Regions from separate parts of the Mus musculus genome. Here regions 1, 2 and 3 are each linked to region 4. A link is a contact called in public HiChIP or PLAC-seq data. All regions are on one chromosome and are shown on one strand. Each heading gives the region's core, a stretch centred on a gene start, on an enhancer-like site or on the middle of the called end of the contact. The rest is flanking DNA. Distances are from core to core; before and after follow the strand shown.

What was found. HiChIP or PLAC-seq counts read pairs in DNA pulled down with a chosen protein or histone mark.
Region 1: a FOXA1 HiChIP or PLAC-seq map of pancreatic cancer cells shows a contact between it and region 4. The contact joins two enhancer-like sites. A contact is called at or near these places in 12 of 39 promoter capture datasets (the 3T3-L1 cell line, the C10 cell line, the HPC-7 cell line and 7 more), 2 of 15 datasets of contacts at CTCF or cohesin (the NIH/3T3 cell line and large pre-B cells), 8 of 484 Hi-C or Micro-C datasets (the HL-1 cell line, the N1E-115 cell line, Th1 cells and 4 more), 18 of 115 datasets of contacts at active chromatin or transcription factors (CD8 T cells, Th17 cells, a beta-TC-6 cell line and 6 more) and 1 of 9 other capture datasets (embryonic stem cells).
Region 2: a contact with region 4 is called in a FOXA1 HiChIP or PLAC-seq map of pancreatic cancer cells. The contact joins two enhancer-like sites. A contact is called at or near these places in 1 of 115 datasets of contacts at active chromatin or transcription factors (pancreatic cancer cells) and 2 of 9 other capture datasets (adipose tissue and liver).
Region 3: an HNF4G HiChIP or PLAC-seq map of pancreatic cancer cells shows a contact between it and region 4. The contact joins the promoter of Nip7 here to the enhancer-like site in region 4. A contact is called at or near these places in 1 of 39 promoter capture datasets (embryonic stem cells), 6 of 115 datasets of contacts at active chromatin or transcription factors (effector CD8 T cells, embryonic stem cells, memory CD8 T cells and 1 more) and 2 of 9 other capture datasets (adipose tissue and pancreatic islet).

Annotation. Positions count from the first base shown.
Region 1 is chr8:107,114,856-107,117,714 of GRCm38.p6, reverse strand. No RefSeq gene overlaps it. Among named protein-coding and RNA genes, the nearest start is that of Gm39240, 7.8 kb to the left of the region's middle. Within about 2 kb of position 1,479, at least 78 of the 459 cell types and tissues checked have an H3K27ac peak or open chromatin away from gene starts, as enhancers often do. A contact at or near this core is called in the NIH/3T3 cell line, Th17 cells, muscle stem cells and 2 more, where this site is marked.
Region 2 is chr8:107,488,783-107,491,588 of GRCm38.p6, reverse strand. The region is part of intron 6 of Wwp2 (WW domain containing E3 ubiquitin protein ligase 2); the gene reads right to left. Among named protein-coding and RNA genes, the nearest start is that of Gm51547, 16 kb to the left of the region's middle. Within about 2 kb of position 1,513, at least 97 of the 459 cell types and tissues checked have an H3K27ac peak or open chromatin away from gene starts, as enhancers often do. A contact at or near this core is called in adipose tissue and pancreatic cancer cells, where this site is marked.
Region 3 is chr8:107,055,249-107,058,256 of GRCm38.p6, reverse strand. It overlaps Nip7 (NIP7, nucleolar pre-rRNA processing protein), which reads right to left and starts at 1,380. Exons shown (of 5, transcript NM_025391.2): 1 at 1,267-1,380; 2 at 1,078-1,164; 3 at 846-984; 4 at 70-210. The coding sequence starts at 1,322. Cog8 (component of oligomeric golgi complex 8) reads left to right here and starts at 1,520. Exons shown (of 5, transcript NM_139229.4): 1 at 1,520-1,996. The coding sequence starts at 1,602.
Region 4 is chr8:107,253,941-107,256,789 of GRCm38.p6, reverse strand. No RefSeq gene overlaps it. Among named protein-coding and RNA genes, the nearest start is that of Nfat5, 38 kb to the left of the region's middle. Within about 2 kb of position 1,444, at least 148 of the 459 cell types and tissues checked have an H3K27ac peak or open chromatin away from gene starts, as enhancers often do. A contact at or near this core is called in the NIH/3T3 cell line, Th17 cells, adipose tissue and 5 more, where this site is marked.

The sequences.
Region 1 (2,859 bases), core at 230-2,729, 140 kb after region 4:
GCATGAAGGAAGCTGGAGAAGTACAAACGCCATGTGTATGTAAAGACATGTAGTGCATAATGCACATGCTTATACAGAAAGTGTTTCCTAGCTGGGCGTGGTGGCGCACGCCTTTAATCCCAGCACTCGGGAGGCAGAGGCAGGCAGATTTCTGAGTTCGAGGCCAGCCTGGTCTACAGAGTGAGTTCCAGGACAGCCAGGGCTAGACAGAGAAACCCTGTCTTGGGGAAAGAAAGAAAGAAAGAAAGAAAGAAAGAAAGAAAGAAAGAAAGAAAGAAAGAAAGAAAGAAAGAAAGATGGAAGGAAGGAAGGAAGGAAGAAAGAAAGAAAGAAAGAAAGAAAGAAAGAAAGAAAGAAAGAAAGAAAGAAAGAAAGAAAGAAAGAAAGAGGGTTTGGCAGCAAGGCTCAGGTTCCTGCTAGAGTGACCAGAGCTCCATCTACCCTCTCAGCCCCTCCCACAGAGGAGAACAGAGCGGCAAGAACAAATAGCTGTGGTTACATTTTAACTTGTGTTTATTTCTCTACAAGTGCTTGTGCTGTTTAATTTGGCCAGTCCACTCAAGATCCTTTTGTAAGTCTGGGTGTGGCTCCTGAACACTAGATCCACGACCTTTGCACACATGCTAAACATTTATAGATTGGAAGGGCTCTTTTTCTCCATCAGTGATCTGAGTAAGTGCCAATCTCCCCACCCCACCCCACCCCACTCCACCCCCAAAAATTAGTATTCTAAAGATAAACTGCCAATAAGTCATCCTGGTCAGCTGAGGGCTGTCTAACAGATAATTTGATAATCCAATTAATTTCAGAGGGCACTGGGGCTTGTTCCTTCCTGATGCTGATTTGGATTTGTAAAGGTTTTCTGGGTTTGCTTTTGTTTTTCATTAAGTAGGATTATCACTATGTTGTACTGGCTGGCCTGGAACTTACTGTTAGACCAGACTAACCTCGAACTCATAGAGAAATCTGATGCCCTCTGAACACAGCAAGGTGTGTGCACCACACCCAGCTAAAGTCTTACTTTATTTATTTGTTTGTTTGTTTGGGGTTTTAGAGACATGATTTTTCTGTGTAGCCCTGGCTGTCCTGGAACTTGCTCTGTAGACCAAGCTGGCCTGGAACTCTGCCTGCCTCTGCCTTTTGTACTGAAATTAAAGGTGTGTGCCACCACGTCCAGCTTAAAATGGGTTTGGTTTGATATGTTGTCCTTTGTTTTCTTAACAGATGCAGAAAGAGCTCTTTAAAGTGATTTCAGCAAATCTATAGACTTAATTTATCAGATGGGAAAACTGAGCTTCAGGGCAAACACAGGTTTTCAGGATCAATAAAAGAACCTGGAACATGTTTTATTTAACAATTCCTCCGGCATCTAAAGCTTTCTGTGGTGATTGTCTTTCGTTTCCCTTATGATCTGCTGGATGGTATTTGGGCCTGGAACTGGAAACCCGTGGACGCCAAGCCGCAGGTTAGTGCTGATGTCAGGGATATTTGAGAATCATTGCTGCCCCCTGCTGTAAGGAAAACAGTTCACAGGTTCCGGAGAGGTATTGAATTTTCCTCAAGGTTTACGTGTATATGTAAGTATACGTGTATGTTTTGTTTTAGACAAAGTCTCTTGTGACTCTGAACGGCCACTAGCCTCAAACTCACTCGAAGCCAAGGATTGCTTTTCACGTCTGGTTCTTCTGCCTCCATCTCTATAGGGTGGGATTACAGGGCTATACTGCCTTGCCTGGGTTCTCTGGTTCTGATGATGGATGTACTTTAGGTAAATTTTCTGCCAACTGAGCTACGTCCTTAGCTTGTCCTGGCTCTTTTTTTCTTTTTTCTTTTCTTTCTTTTTTCTTCCTTTTTGCTTGTTTGGTTTTTTGTTTGTTTGTTTTGTTTTGTTTGATACAGGGTTTCTCCGTGTAACCCTTACTCACTCTGTAGACCAGGCTGGCCTTGAACTCAAAGAGATCTGCCGAAATCTGGGATTAAAGACATGTACCACCACCCCCAGCCATAAAAAAGTAGCAATTTCTGAGGCTTTTTTTTTTTTTTTTTTTTTTTGAGACAGGGTTTTTCTGTGTAACCCTGGCTATCCTGGAACTCACTCTGTAGACCAGGCTGGCCTTGAACTCACTGAGGCTAAATTTTTAACACCATGGAAAGATATAAAGGCACAAGAAACTCTTCCCTGTATCTGTTCCACTTTCCTCTGCTAATTATCATTAATAGTCCTTTCTTTTCTTTGTGTGTGTGAATGTGAGCTGTAAGTGCCTGTGTATGCAGGAATGCACACACTCTTGCGCACGTGAACACACACACATTTTTTAGAAAGTTTTCCTATGTAGCTCTGGATTGCCTCAAACTCACCCATCCTCGCGCCACATCCTCCACGTACCAACATTACAGGCACCGGTTCCCACACCTGACTTAATTTAATCTTTTTAATGAAGAATGGGTCCAGGTGTTTAGTAATACTACCATTTCCAAACCTGCTGGGACATCGAGATCAGAATGTCCCAGGGAGTTTCACTGGAAATCCACAGCTGCCTTCTGTGAACTCCATTCTCATCCCCCAGTCAGGGAAGGAAACTGGAATCTCGACACTGAAGGGCGCGTCCACGGTGCCGGTGTACAGACCACTGTGCGAACAGCCATCCACCCTCCCGTTTCTTGCTACAGGGGCAGCTCCTGTTTCCTGATTTCCTGTTACTCACGGGTTATTCACCAGAGCCTTATCAGGGTGTCTGCACAGCACCAAGACCCTGTGCCTTTCTTCCAGACCCGGGGAGGTATGGTGTGGTGTGAATTTCGACACAGCCAAGGCGGTGTTGCTGGGGGTTAGTTGGTTAGTGTGGGTGTTGGCAGCCA
Region 2 (2,806 bases), core at 264-2,763, 230 kb before region 4:
ATAGTTAGCAAAACTTAGGATCAACTAAGGTACGCTTCAGTAAGTGAGTAGATAAATCAAACATGCTGGATGCAAACACTGAAATACTATTCAGTATTCAACGGAAATCAACTGTACTCTGAGTCAATGAAACCAGTGTGAAAGTGGCCCCACAGTGCACAGAATTCCAGGAAAGGAAAACTATAAAGAAGTGAAAGGACCAGTGCCAGAGCCAGGGAGAGCAAGGAGGGCTGACTAAATGAAACACATGAGGCTGTAACGGTGGACACACACCATGAATTCGTCAAAACCCTCAGAATGGACATCACCAAGCCAGAGCCCTAGCATAAACAATTGCCTCTGAGTGAGAACAGTGTGTCACCAGCCTCCCTCAAACATAGGCTGATCAAGGGCTGCAAAGGTGAATAAGGACTTCTGTGCTCCTGCCAATTCTGCTGGGAACGTAAAATGGCTCTTATAAAAACAAACCAGATGACAGCAGGGGCTTTTGGGTTCAGGCTTTTGGGTTAGGGCTGCTACAGCAATCACCCCCATGGAGTATGACCAAAGGACTCCTGTCCCTGAGTAAGCCAAGCTCTCTTATTTTCTCTATCTTTGTCCATGCAGAGCACTCTGCATAGAGGGACATCCCTGTTCCCCACTTCACTAGATCAGCAAACTCTTTCAAAGTATCTTTGAATGTTCCACTCTTGGCTGTGTACACACTGGCACATCAATAGTCCTGGCACTTGGGTTTGTTCACACTATGGGTATGCTGATGTATAAACACTTGGTGTGTACACACTAGCACTTGTGGTTGTTGCCCAGTGTCTTGTTACAACATCCTCGGTATCAGGTTCTGTGCCTTTCTATATTTTTGTCGCCATGACTTCTGTGAGTCTGGCTTTCCTTACCCTCAGTCCTACTCAGCTTTTTGGGCCACACTACCTCTCCCTTGGCTCCTTTCCTACAGAGGAAATGTCAAATAGCTAGTTCTAAAATAAACAGATATAAATAAGTAAATGTACAGTGTCACTTTTACTAAGAGATAACTGGTGCATCAACGTGCATATTTAGATGGTACCAATCTTCATAATTACTTTTGAAAATGCCCCAAATGCTTGTCCATGATCTCAACAGCTCAGAAGACAGCCTGAAGACTCCCTGGGAGCAGGGACTGCGTCTGTCACTGCTGAATGATGAATCTGCATGTACACAGATTCCTTTCTTCTTTCCAGCGTCACTAATGAGAATGAGACCATAGCCAGCTTTTAAGGGGAAGCATAAAGGTGCTAAACTCTATTTCATTTCAGGCTGACAAGGGAACATCTCCAGGTCAGCTTTGGTCAGCTCCATGGAAGAAGGAGTGGCAGTAGCCAGCAGAGACTGGAGAATGGCTCAGGTCCCAAAGCGCCTCTCTCCCTGTCAGCTTTGCTTCCCCATTCTCCCTTAGGCCACCCCCCCACCCCCCGGGCTTCCCAGCAGACTCACACCCGTCTGAGTTTATTTGTCTTTCCTTTCTGGGATCCGCTGTCTGCAGACACAGCCCATGAGCTATTCAGAGCTCACCAGAGGCTCTGGGCTGTACAGGCTTCCCAGAATACAGCTCTTTCCAGTCTTGGGGGAGGGGGGTTACTAATGCCAAGTCAAGGGAGCTAATAAATCTAAGAGGTTTTCGTCATAGCAAGACAAAAAAGAAGGGTCACAGAGGGAGACAGAAAACCACTACCAGGATGTCCTAAAACGGCCATAGTTAGAATGTCACTGTGAAGAACATGTTCAAATGCTATCTGGAGGGCCCTGAGGAAATCCAAGGCCTTAGGACCTTTATCTCTCACGCATGCACAACACATATGAAGTGCTGAGAGTATAGCTTATAGCTAGAGTGCCCGCCTGACATGGTCAAGGCTCTAGGTTCAGCTCCCAGCATCAGAAAGCATTCACATCCACTATATTCAAAATAAACTGATACAGACATGACAAAGGAAAATACGCTGAGCCCCACACCCAGCTTCCTAACCACGATCCCTTGCAGAGACCTTCTAATGAAAAGCTCCACCAGGCCTGGTGACACAGGCCTGTAAATCCAACTATTCGGGAGGCTGAGGCAGGAGATCACAAGTTCAAGGCCACCCCCGTAGAAGAGTGAATTGAAGGCCAACCTAGACAACTCAGGTGACTGGGGTACATACAGATCAAGAGCACAGCACCTGCCTACAGTATGTCAAACATTTAATTCCATCCCTAACACTATGGGGGAAACTAACAATTTCATGAAACTAAAAGGAAATAAAGACTCGATTCTTTTATGCTGACTCATTTCCTTATCTAGGAACCTTCCCAGAGGTTCACATCCAAGGCCCCACAAGGTTGGGCTGAGAAGGAAAAGGGCCCACACGGACAGTACACCGACTGGGTTCCCTCCCACCACTCACCTCACACAACACAGAAGAAGAAAGAAGAGAGAGGATCACAGGTGATCCAGAAACAGCACACCACAAAGGAAGCCAGACTTTCTTGGCTTTCCTATTCCAGCCTGGAGTTTCGAGACCATTTCTAACCTCTAGGAGACCCTAAGGAAGGCTGCAGCACTGGGGGTCACCCTTTCTACTCAGTCCCTCTTCCCTCTGCGCACATTCCACTGGGTCTCCTTAGCGCCTAGGATCAGTGGCACTGTCCTGAACATGTGGACAAAGGAAACCCTCCTAGTCCACTCTGCTCACTGCCCTGCCACGCTGGCTTCCTCTCCTGCATGTGTCTGCCGGCTCCATGAGCTCCCTCACATCACTAAGACTGAACTCACTATAGAGAGAGGGGACCCTGCATG
Region 3 (3,008 bases), core at 131-2,630, 200 kb after region 4:
ACTGAAACTTCATCCTTTCCAGTGGGTACCTGGCATTTGCCGTGATGGATGGCTACCGTGGCTACTCACCAGAGGAATGTCCGCCATGGAATAGACAACCACTCCCTGGTACTGAGATGTGTTCTCAGTAATTCGACCCAGACCGGATTTCAACACATGGTTTCCATACAAGAAGGACTGCTCTGCTCCCGGCTTTACCCACACTTTATACTGAAAGAGAGTTAAAAGCCAAGACACAAGGATGTTGGGCTATATCCCTAAATGCGGATTAGCAGCTGCTTCCGAGTTTAAGGAGAGGTGGGGAACCTTTAAGTTGTTTGGACCCCCCCCCCACTTTTTTGTTTTTGTTTGTTTGTGGGTTTTTTGTTTTTTTTTGAGACAGTGTTTCTCTGTGTAGCCCTGGCTGTCCTCGAACTCAGAAGTCCGCCTGTCTCTGCCTCCCAAGTGCTGGGATACCCCAATTTTTGATCTTTCACCATGGAGTTCCTTCCTCAACCTAACATCGAAATTCAACCTTACATCGAAATGCTCACATAATCAGCAATTTCCTTTTTTTTTCCCCTTGGACCCTAGGATCACCCTCACCACTGGCACTTGTGTCTTCGTCTCTGCTTTCTGAGATCCAGCTGACACGGTGGAGGCCTGTTTTCCTGTAGACAACTAGGCTATGCAGCTCCATGGCCATAACCCTTCCTAAACGTGTCCAAGCAGCAATATCGACAAACAACTTCTTAGGCTGACGCTGTCCAGAAACTCGTTGGAAAGAATCTGTGCTCTGACCTGGCCGCCGTCACCCGGGACTTCATCCCGGATGGCAACCTGGAGACCAGGCCCCCACAACGTACCTTGGCATAGGGGGCCAGGTAATCCAGAGCTGTCACGTGCAAGCGGAACTTGTGGGTCTTGGTAAACTTCCCAAAACACGTCCCCAGCGACACGAGCTTGTCTCCGGAGATGTTGGCGGCCAGCTTCAGCATCATCTCACTACAGGGGCGCGGGAGGAAGGTACCCGGTGACGACCAGGGATGGATGCACGCCTCCAGCCCGCCACGCAGTGGGCAGCACGCCCCACCTCACCTCACATAGTACACTCGGTCGTTGTGCAGCCGGAAACAGTACGTGCCGTCGGGTCTGTCCACTAGGAGTTGAAGGTTCTCTCCGATGCTGAGGGCAACAAGACCAGCGTCTGAGCCGGGACCGTCCCGCCCCGGAGCCGCATCCCCACTCCCCGCACGCCCGTCCCTCATCCGCCTCTCCAGTTCTTACTACTTCGCGATCTTCTCAAACATGACCCGGGTCTCTTCTTCAGTCAAGGGCCTCATCTTGCCGCTTGCTTGGCTCCCGGGAATCCTCGTGCCTGGAGAGCCGGAAGCGGAAGTCACTTTCCCACCCGCCCACTTCCTGGGGTCCACGAACGCGTGTCTCTCTAGCCTAATTCTCCGTGATCTTTGCGCAGCCGCCGCCTACCGTGGCGGACTTCCGGGGACCGAAAGCCGGCTAGATGAGAAACCATAGAGACGGGAAATGTTTCCCCCAATCGTTTCCGTTTCCCAGGAGCGAAACCGGCTCTGAAGAGGAAGTGACGGTACCGTGCTTGAGAGATGGCGGCCGCTCTCCCTCTCCAGCCCTCCACGACCGCTTCGGCCACGACGACAGCCACGGCCGTCGCGCTGGGGGAGGTGGAAGATGAGGGCCTCCTGGCGTCGCTATTCCGGGACCGCTTCCCCGAAGCTCAGTGGCGTGAGAAGCCCGACGTGGGCCGCTACCTCCGGGAGCTGAGCGGCTCCGGGCTGGACCGGCTGCGGCGCGAACCCGAGCGCTTGGCGGAAGAGCGGGCCCAGCGGCTGCAGCAGACGCGCGACCTGGCTTTCGCCAACTACAAGACGTTCATTCGCGGGGCCGAGTGCACCGAGCGCATCCACCGGCTCTTCGGCGACGTGGAGGCGTCCCTCGGGCGCCTGCTCGACCGTCTGCCCCGCTTCCAGCAGAGCTGCAGGTGCGGCTGGCCTGATGGGGACGGGCGCGTCATTGTATCTGCCAGGACGCTATCGTCATGACCCAAGCGTAGTGTACAGGGCTCTCTCCTGATTGCCTTGTTAATCCACTTAAACTTCACAGCAGCCATCTAGGTAGGTAGCGTCATTATTTTACAGACGAGGAAGTCGAAGTGAAGTGACTTGTCCAAGAACACAGCTAGTAAGTTTCCAAGAATTGGAAGCTAGGAGTCCACTACTCCCTCATAGGCTGTTGTTTAAATAATAAACATTCAGCCAGTCTTATTGACACTTGTGATCCCAGTATTCGAGTCACAGAGTCATCATCCTAGTCTGAGTATTGAATTCATGGACAGCCTGAGCTACATGAGACATTCAAACAAACTAAAAAATGTATGCATCCGGGCGGTGGTGGCGCACGCCTTTAATCCCAGCACTTGGGAGGCAGAGGCAGGCGGGTTTCTGAGTTCAAGGCCAGCCTGGTCTACAGAGTGAGTTCCAGGACAGCCAGAGCTATGCAGAGAAACCTTGTCTCGAAAAACCAAAAATAAATAAATAAATAAAATTATGCAAGGCAGTTCATTGAGCCTGACATAGTTAACCCTATATAAATGTGGGCTGGAGGTGCTCAGCTTCAAAATGTCCATCGATAGGAAGCTGACAGATCCTATTTGTCATTGTAGGTTGTCAAAAAGCATTTCCTTTTTAAGCTATGTTACATTTCTAGGCCCTCGATCTAATACACTTAGTTCTGCTATCCAGCAGGTCAATTTTTCTTTGGAAGCTTGGATATTAAAAACAGGTTGTGTACCCCATATGTCTGAAAAGAGATTCAGGACTGCATAAAGCGAGTTTCTGGAATTACTATAGAAAAGTGGAGAAAGTTTAAGTGGGAGCGCGAAAGATACATAGCAGCACATAACATGAAGACCTGAAGAATCTTAGGGCAAAAGTGTGGCTTATAGAGTGGTTAGTGCTCTATTAGAAAAATATTAGTAGCTACTTTAAAATGTG
Region 4 (2,849 bases), core at 195-2,694:
CAATATTACACGAAGTAGCCAGCACATATCCTTGAGCAGGGAAACACACAGAAAACACCCAACAGAAGCCAACTACATTGCCTTTGAAGTCAGACAGATTATGCACGTTTCTGTAGAGCTTTGTGGGGGTGGGGTGGCAGGGGTAGCAAGGTCTCATGTAGCCCACACTGGCCTAGATCTCACTCTGGAGCTAAGGATAACCTTGACCTCCTGCATCCAGTCTCTCCTGTCCCCACTTCCCCAGGGATGGAATCAGAGGCGCTCACAATCACATTGGATGCCACTGTAGCTCCTGAAAGCTATCTTTCCCAAAGGGCATTTTATGACACATACCTAGGCTTTAACTCAAGCAAGAACTAAAGGGAGATAGAAAACATGAAATGACTTGTACCATCTGCCAGGGTACCACCAGCCCGTGTTGCTATTGAGCATCTGACATTTCTTCTACCTAAGATATACAAACAAGGAAGTATATCACTGAACATTTTATATTGATTGATTGTAATACGGTGAAAAAATTGGGATATATTGCTCTACACAAAATACTAAGTGCATGTGTTTCTTTTTCTTTGCTTTCTTCTTTTTGTTTTCTTTTGAGACAAGGTCTCACCATGTAACTCTGGCTAGCCTGAAACTCAATGTGTAGACCAGGTTGACCTTGAACTCACAGATCTGCCTGACTCTGCCTCTGAAGAACTGAGACTGGCTTGTGTGCCCTGACTGTCTAGTTGGCGTTTTCTTTAACCACGAGCTTACTGTGAAGCACTTTTAATTACATGTGTGGCTCACAACTGTTGCTTTGTTCATCCTTTAAAAAAAAAAATACAAGGTGTCCTATAGCCCAGCCTAGCCCTGAACTCACTATATATCTAAGGATGACCTTGAAGTTCCAATCCACTCCCCAATCCTGTCTCTACTTTCCAAGTTCACATCTGTTGCATAGTATTTATACAGACAATATAAACTTGGCTGAGATGAAATGTGAGTGAAAAAAAATTAAGTGGAAAAATACTAAGGCAAATCCTATGATTGAGTCTGGATAACAGAATTATGGGTGAGTTTTTCAGTTTCTTGACACTCTTCTGTGCCTTCCCACTGTCCTGTGGGGTACAGATATCCATGTGATAATCCAGAAGAGGACAAAAGAGTTCCAAGGTCCCTGTAACTGCCCCCCCCCCATCAAAAGCTGTCCTTTCTTCTAAAGACTGGATCTTAGTCTATTTATTTTCTGAATTCAAATTTGAAGGTTTCAACTGATTGAGCTCTCCTTTGAAACTGAACATGGAGGGTACAGGGTGATGCCCTGATTCCCTCTCCCTGTAGGGCAGGGATATCTTCTCCCCAGAGAGCGAACCTGGGAGAAGCAGCCCTGGCTCAGAGCATCCCTGGGCAAGGAAGTGAGTCACCGTGTGAGTCAGACCCACCACCCTGTTTTCATTCTTGGTATTGTTCCATATGGCTGCTCCTCTCCGTCACCTTTCTCCTCTGAACCACATGCGTGGCCTTGTGGTGGCCCCTGCACACCTTGTAGAGGAAGACTCCTGGGGGCTGGCCGTGTAAAGTTCACTCTCCGCGGCGCCACCTTCGACTATCCGGATGCTCTCCTCTCTGCTCCCATGAGTCATAGGGTTTATCAGCAATCCCATTTCACAAAGGGGGAAAAACAGACTCCCAGAGGCTAAACACTCAGACCAGAGCTCACAGCAAAGAAGCAGCTGACACTTAAACTCAGGCCTAGCCTCAGACGCAGCTGGACTCTCCTGGTTTCTGTTTCCTGGAGCTCTCTCATCTAGGTCTGGCCCAGACTAGAATACTAAGAAACAGACTGTCTGCCATGCTTCGTCACCTTATATTCATCTGTCCAGGGTCTTCTTCTAGGCTTCTTGATCTCTCACAAAATGTGTTTTTGAGATAGAGCCTCTAAGAGCCTTATATCTGGGGCTAGGGGTGTAGTTCAATCGGCAGAGCATTTGCCTGGCATGTATTAGACTCTGACAGACATTTACACTAACCTGTGAATTTAGGTCTATCTTATCTCCCTGAGGAAGGACCTGCAGGTAAAGTTCTTCCCTGTTGTAGCGTGAGAGATTAAAAGGAATTTCTGCCATTGAGAAACAAACAGGGGAGAAAGAGTGTCTTACTTCTGCCCCCTCTAGAACCAGGCTGCAAGCCACTCTTGGCCTTTTCCCTGGGAGCCCAGACTTGCTTTCAGTTTATCAGCTAAGGTGGGTGGAGCCAGGACGGAGTAAGCAGATGCTTACTTGGTGTGGCTGCCCTAAGAATGCCACCCCCTCACAGATGCCACCACCCCAGAGTCTCGCCTAGGGATTAAACACCCCCCTTTCATTTTAAGCATGCTTGTTCTTTTGGTAATACAATGTTTTATACATCATACAGTCATATGAATCAAAAGTGACATACGTTACACACACATGCACTAACTGAAAAATAGCTCCTTCCAAGTTTTTTTCATATCCAATTCCTACCCTACCTCTAGTCTCCACTCGTAGGTATGTTTTAAGTTTGTGTGTGTATGTGTGTGTGTGTGTGTGTGTGTGTGTGTGATTACACACACACACGTACCCACCACAATTCTTTTCTTTTGAATTTACTTTTTTATTTTACTTTATGTTTTAAACGTGTCTGTGTAAGAGCAGGTGCATATGAACGTGGGTAGCTGTGGAGGCCAGAACAGCCTGTCAGACCATGTGGTGCGGCAGCTACAGGTGGTCGTGTGCTGCCCAGTGTAGATTCTGAGAAGCAAACTCCAGTCCTCTATAAGAGGAGCAAAGCTCTCTTAACTGCAATGCCACATATCCAGCCTCTACCGCATCTCTTTTAAAAATCAA